2 separate regions of the Hordeum vulgare genome follow, and region 2 is linked to region 1. Evidence: chromatin contacts called from public Hi-C data. All regions are on one chromosome and are shown on one strand. The core of a region is the stretch at or near the end of the contact, and the rest is flanking DNA. Distances in the headings are between cores, read along the strand shown.

Region 1 (3,234 bases), core at 419-2,918:
TCGAAAACGAGACCTCCACTTCCAACTGCAAGCTAATAGCCACTACACCAAACAAGTTTTCTTCTCTGCATTGCAGCGCGCGTCCTAAAGTACCAATGTACCATAGAACCGGGCTGTTCTACAATAGCACATTTCAATTATATATTGTGGCGAACTAGAATTAGTTTCTGTGGTGATAGTTTTTTTTTAAAAAAAAAGTGTACTCTTCTTCGAAAGAGTATATTTTGAAAATATGCAAGCATTTTTCGAGTCTGAACAATTTTTCAGCAACTGGAATATGTGAACAAATTATGAAATTTTGAAACCGCGAACATATTTTGAATATCTGAACAACTATTCTAAAAGTTGGATCATTTCAAGAAATTCTGAACAACAAATGGTAAGTACGAACAGTTTTCGAATTTCTGAACAAAATTGGGAAAATGGAACTTTTATCAAATTGTGAACAAAAAATTGGAACCACAAACATATTTTAAATTTGAGAACATTTTTGAGAGACGGGAAGAAATTTGTAACCATGATTTTTTAAAAATTTCAACAATTTTTTGAAATGTATCGAATATTTTCTGTAAAAAGGGAATAAATTTTGAAATATACAATGTTGTTGAAACTAGTGAACAATTATACGAACCAAACAGTTTTTGAATATTTGAACATATTATGAAATAGTGAAAAAATTACAAATTCTGAACACTATCTTAAAACGCAAGTATAATTTAAGAACCCGGATTTTTCTTTGGAAACGGTGAATATTTTTCAAAATTCTGAACATTTTTTAAAACGCAAACAAAAGTTGGTAGTCCTGATTGTTTTTGAAAAAATGATTTTTTTTTCAAAATTGTGAACTTTGTGTAAAAAAAGAAGAAAAACTAAAATTCCCAAACATTTTATGAAAAAATAAGAATTCCCAAATCATGTATATCTTTTAAAATTACGAAAAGAATTTGAAATTCCCGAAAATTTTCTTAATGTAAGGGAACAAAATTTGAAATTCCCACAAATTTTTTGAATATAAGTGAACAAATTTTGGACAATTCTTCAAAACATGATTTTTTAAAATTCCTGAACATTATAATCGAAGGGAACAAAATTTGGTAATTTAAAAAAATTATGAAATATATAAACAAAATTTGAATTTCCCAAACTTTTTTTGAATATAAGGGAACATATTGCGACTATTTGAACAGATTTTGAAAACCTGACCAAAATTTAACATCCCCGAACATTTTTTGAATAGAAGGGAGCAAAAATTTAAAATTTAAACAATTTTTTAAATATGGACAAAATTGAAATTTCGGAATATTTTTTGAACAGAAGGAAATATAATTTGAAATTCTGAGCATTTACAAAAATTATTTCCAAAAATTGAAAAAAAACAAAAAAGGTATCCAGAAAAGAAATAGTTAATAAAATACAGAAAAAAGAAAATCGTAAATAAAAGTAAAAAATTATAAAAATACAAAATTGAAGAAAACAATAGAAGAAACAGCAGGAAAAAAGAAAAAGTAAAAGAAAAAAATATACCTTAACCTGTTGGTAACATTCTAGAAAGTTTTCAAAACAAGGATTAGTGAAATGTGCAACGGGCCGACCGATTTAGTGGCTGGCGTAGCTCGGTCTGTGTGTTTGCATGACAATTCGTCGCAGAGAACGGTTTTTTCATGGCGAGGGGTCCCCATTGACTAGTTGCTCTCCCTATTCAGTAACCTCTGTAGGGGGACGAGCAAACACGCTCCTATCCGCACACTGGGTTGGCCCATTGCGGTGTCTTTGTTTTTATTACATTTTGTTTGCTTTTTATTTGTGTTTTTAGAAAAGTTTTCATTTCTTAAAAATGTTTGTGTATTTTCATGTTGACAACTTTGTGTTATTTCGATTTTCTATTTTGAAAATATAAATGTTAAAAAATGTTTGTGATATGAGAAAATATTCATGATATGAAAACATGTTTGAGAATTTGCAAAACAATATTTACGAATTAAAGATATGTTCATCAATTTCAGTAAATGTTTACGAATTCACAAAATGTTCCAAATTCAAACAATGTTATATATTTTTAAAGGTTCGGGCATTTAGAATAATTTACATGAATTTAAAACATGTTTGTTAGTGCAAAACATATTCAGGACTTCCAAAAATATTTATGAAGTCAAAATAAATGTTTAGTAATTCAAAAACAATTCACTGACATAAAAACTGTTCGCATGGTTAAAAAATGTTCAAAAATTTCAAAAAAAATCAGTATTTTCTAAATAATATTAGGAAATCTAAAAATATTCCGGAAGTTCAGAAAATGTTTACCTATTTTTTTAAATGTCATGAATTTCATTTTTATCGCTGTTTTCTAATAAAAAAATCAGAAGTTGCGAAAAGTTTTCGCGAATACAAAAATTGCTACCGATTTTCAAAAATGTACGTGATTTCAAGTATTTTTTGAAAATATAAATTTTAGAAAAAACATGTGAATATGAATAAGGAAAATATATAAAAAATAAAAAGTAAAGAATTATAAACAGAAGAAGAACCAAAGATAAAACTGATTCACGAAAGGTTCTAAAATGTATGGAAAACTGGTGTGGGAAAACTCAAATGGGCCAAGCCAAACAGAGGACGGGGCACGGGTGGGGGAAGGGTGGTTACATATTCTCCGCATAGGCGGGGAATAGGATGCACGTTCCAACTCGCCGTAATTGAGATACAATGGTACGGGCTTCGAAACCTTTAATTAAGAAGTATTGTTTTTAAAGATCATTTTCATCTTATCAGGTTATGAGAAATGGCACACTGCATATATACCACTTGTTGAAATCTAGGAGTTTTTTTTCGTAAATTCATCTTTGATATCTCTTAAACAATGCGTCCAAATCTCAAACCATTTTTATCGTGGGGTTCCTTGCGTCGAGATCTTCAAAACTAAATCACATATTGATAGGTGTTGGTGATTTTTTTTATAAAATAAACTGGGTGGAAAAACCAGAAAAGACGTTTTTTTCCGTTTTCTGAAGACAAAATCGTGCCTCTCATGAAAATAATAATAAAAAATGCATTTGTTTCCGAGTGCCTCTCGTGAACAAAAAACCGAGTTTTCTTTCGTTTCCGAGTGCCTCTCGTGACAGAAAAACCGTCTCTCTCACGAAAAAAAATGTTTTTTCGTTTTCAAGAGGCACGGCCGCGAAAGCAAAACTGTGCCTCTCGTAAGAAAAAAACAGAAAAAGCGTGATTTTTCATTTCCTA
Region 2 (3,234 bases), core at 341-2,840, 160 kb before region 1:
CAACACTGAAACAGCCAAGTGCAGCTAGGATTTTATTATTATTATTTTTTGCAGAAAAAACTTATGTCATGTTGTTCTCATGAATAGAAGATTCTCTGCTCTGCTGCAAATCTTCTTCTGCACTCGCACCGGTGCTGTGCTGGGACAGAAGAACCAAAAGTACATCCAAGCCCATCCCCCTCCACCTGACCAATTTTCGTCTGCTCAACACTGCACCAATAATTCCAACAAGAAAAAACATTTTTTTCCTCTCCACACAATGTGTTGTGTGGTTCGATCAACAGAACAGCTTAAAGCCATTAACTTGACCGAATTCGGTTAATTTGAGCAAAAATCTTTCTTTCTTCTTCATAATTCAGGCCCACACGAGTTAACTAATTAGCTGCACCGAAAGAGTCTGCCGTTTGTCAGACTGGCAACATGTGTAAAATTGGAGCTGCGGCAGGCACAAGAATCAAGATATTTCAACGGAAAACCGGAAAGAACACCATATGTAGCACTTGAGATACTTTTTCAGAACTGTTAACTGTAATACGAGTAGTCGGTAATTAACAGGGAATTCTCTTACAACTCCTGTTCTTTTTCCCCAATCATCATCATCCCTATATTAATTATATAAATAGCAACCTTTTCGATTCTACAATTTCTCCTTCACACAAACGCGCTAAGAATCAGAATGACAGAGAAAGAAAAAGAACGCAAAACAACAGGTTATTTGCACTGGAGATTATACTATATCGTCATGGCCGTGGAAACCAAGAAGCCGCCGCAAGAAAAGAGAGAGAAAGAAAGAAAGAAAGAAAGAAGAGGAACCCAACGCAAGAACTCCAAGAATTCGCCGGTAAATGAACAATTGCAGCGTGGAGCCCATAAATTACGGCCGGCCGGCCGCGCGAGGCTACAGTGCCGATCCATGGCCCCACACGGCCCCGCACCTGGGGCGGAAGGCGACCAGGCACGGCGGAGCGCGGATCCGCTTCTTGGGCGGCAGGGACATGAACACCGCGGAGAGGTCGCGCGGGGCGTCGAAGTAGCGCAGCGGACGCTTCGGCGATGGCCTCGTACCGGCCAAAGCCACGGGCTTCCTCGGCGCGCCGGGGCAATCGGTGGGCGGCCGGAGCTTGCTCTCCTCCGAGGTCGGCGTCCTGGGCTCCTCCTCCTCCTCGCCCTCGTCCGCCACCGCAGCCGGCGTCCGGGACTCCGCCACCACCATGTCCTCCTCCTCCGCCACCGCGGGCGCCGGCAGGGGCTCGGATTCCGGCACCGTCGTCGTCGAGGCCGATGCGTTGTCAAGCGCAGGATCGGCCGCCGCCGCCCTCGTCCTGATCGGCGGCAGCGCCGGCAGGACGTCGCCCGGGGGTGTAGAGGTCATCTCCGGCGCTGTGAATTGCGGGTGGGGGCCGAGATGGTTGGGTGCGGGAGGGGAGAAGAGGGTTGGGGAGGAGGAGAGATCAAGGAGAGGAGGTCGCGCCAAGGCTGTTAAATACTGTAGTCGCCCGGAGAGAGAAAGAGATAAACGGCTTTAGGGTGGGGTAAGTTGAATTAAATCCTTGGCCTTTTGGGCGCTGGCTTGCCTTTTTCCTACTCTACTCTACCAAAGCTGGAGGAAATATGAGCTAAATCGGTTTTAATTACCCACCGTCCGATCTGACGTTGTCTTTCCGTGTTCCGGATCTCTCACTTGGATATAGGACCCTTTATTTTATTTATTTTTTATCCAAATAAAAGGGGGCATTTGAGTACTTTTGAATTGTTTTTTTACATATGCAACTGATTTTTTTTTTAAATTGTAAAGGCAAAATAGAAAAAAATTAGCATCTCGCTAAAATCGCGATCAAACAAATGTGCTCCGTAACTTATCGTGCAAACACGAGAGTCATTTTTCTCTCTCGGGCTTGAGCGACTAAACGTAGCCATCGCCTTCCTTCGTGCGGCTCCCCTCCCACCAAGGTCATCGGTTATCGGTGTTTGCTCCGCGCCGCCGCGGAGCATGGGAGGTAGTCTAGAAGCCGATGTAGATTATGGTTTGCATCGACGACATCTGAAAGCCGATGAATCGTGTGATGGGTTTATGATTCGCGGATGGCAGGTATGGTTTTCTCCGTCGACGTTTTAGTCGAGTTGCAGTGTCAGATCTAAAATTTAATGGCATGTCAGGAGTGTTGCTCCAACCTGATTCATTCAGTGGTAGTGGCTACACCTTTGATGAGCCATTTGAAGGTTTATGATATACTCCCTTCGTCTTAAAATTTCTAGTCACGTGTTAGTGGTAGATACTTCATATCTAGATAAATCTTAGACAAACATTTTGAAATGAATATAGAATATGTGTATGTGACTTTGTTTATGATATAAATGAGACACATATTACCATGTACATTTATTATTATTATTATTACTACTTCTTGGTGATCGGTGTTTCTTTGTGCAACGTGTTGCTATCTTTTCAGTTTTACCAGGCCGGTGTATACGTGACTTGTTTATGATACAAATGAGACACATATAACCATGTACATTTTCTTTTTTTACATCTCGACTCCTAGGTCAGAAGGGAAACATCCCAACTGCAATCCCTGAGGGCATCTCCAATGATCGTATGATCATCGTTGGTAAAATTAGTACATAAATGATTTTGATGACATGACGCATAATAAAAGAAGAGAGATAATAAAATCGTATGAATTTGAAGCAACGGTTCACGCACAAGCTTCGAGGCAAGCATGATTATTTCTTCAATATTTAGTGGACCCGCTTAGTTATTTTACATACGATTAACATACACTAAATTGAAGAGCTTGTATATTGTGTTGTTGGTTGTTAATGTGAACACTTATACAAACGATTGAACATACGGACTGTTGGAGATGCTCTGATAGGGTTCTACTAGACACAACATAGGGTTCTACTCCACATTTCGTGGCACGAACTACTCGCAGACCCTGGTGCATAGCATTTTTGGCGCGAATGGAACCGTTGCCCTAGAACACAATTGTGGTGAACCCAATGATTTGAAGCTAGAGGAAAAGGTTGGCATGCATACTGGCTGGGGTTGGGACTTGGGAGCAAGCAAGGCTTGGAGTATGTATGTAGGGAAGGCAATGATGGTGTGAGCAAGTGAGAATAAACACTTCGGGGGAGGAGATCCAGACCATGCATTGCATGCATGCATGCGATGCGCAACGCAAGGGCAAAGGTACGACCGATTCCATTACCAACCCTCTCCGGCCTCCGGGA

What was found. A called contact is a pair of places that touch in the nucleus more often than the background predicts.
Region 2: a contact with region 1 is called in a Hi-C map of leaf, with 3 times the contacts expected there. The contact joins the promoter of LOC123409162 here to the enhancer-like site in region 1. A contact is called at or near these places in 3 of 6 Hi-C or Micro-C datasets (all in leaf) and 1 of 1 datasets of contacts at active chromatin or transcription factors (embryo).

The regions. Positions count from the first base shown.
Region 1 is chr7H:191,080,690-191,083,923 of MorexV3_pseudomolecules_assembly, reverse strand. No RefSeq gene overlaps it. Among protein-coding and RNA genes, the nearest start is that of LOC123408957, 140 kb to the right of the region's middle. Within about 2 kb of position 1,668, at least 3 of the 3 cell types and tissues checked have open chromatin away from gene starts, as enhancers often do. A contact at or near this core is called in leaf, where this site is marked.
Region 2 is chr7H:191,243,803-191,247,036 of MorexV3_pseudomolecules_assembly, reverse strand. It overlaps LOC123409162 (proline-rich receptor-like protein kinase PERK9), which reads right to left and starts at 1,590. Exons shown (of 1, transcript XM_045102131.1): 1 at 510-1,590. The coding sequence starts at 1,372. The coding sequence ends at 899.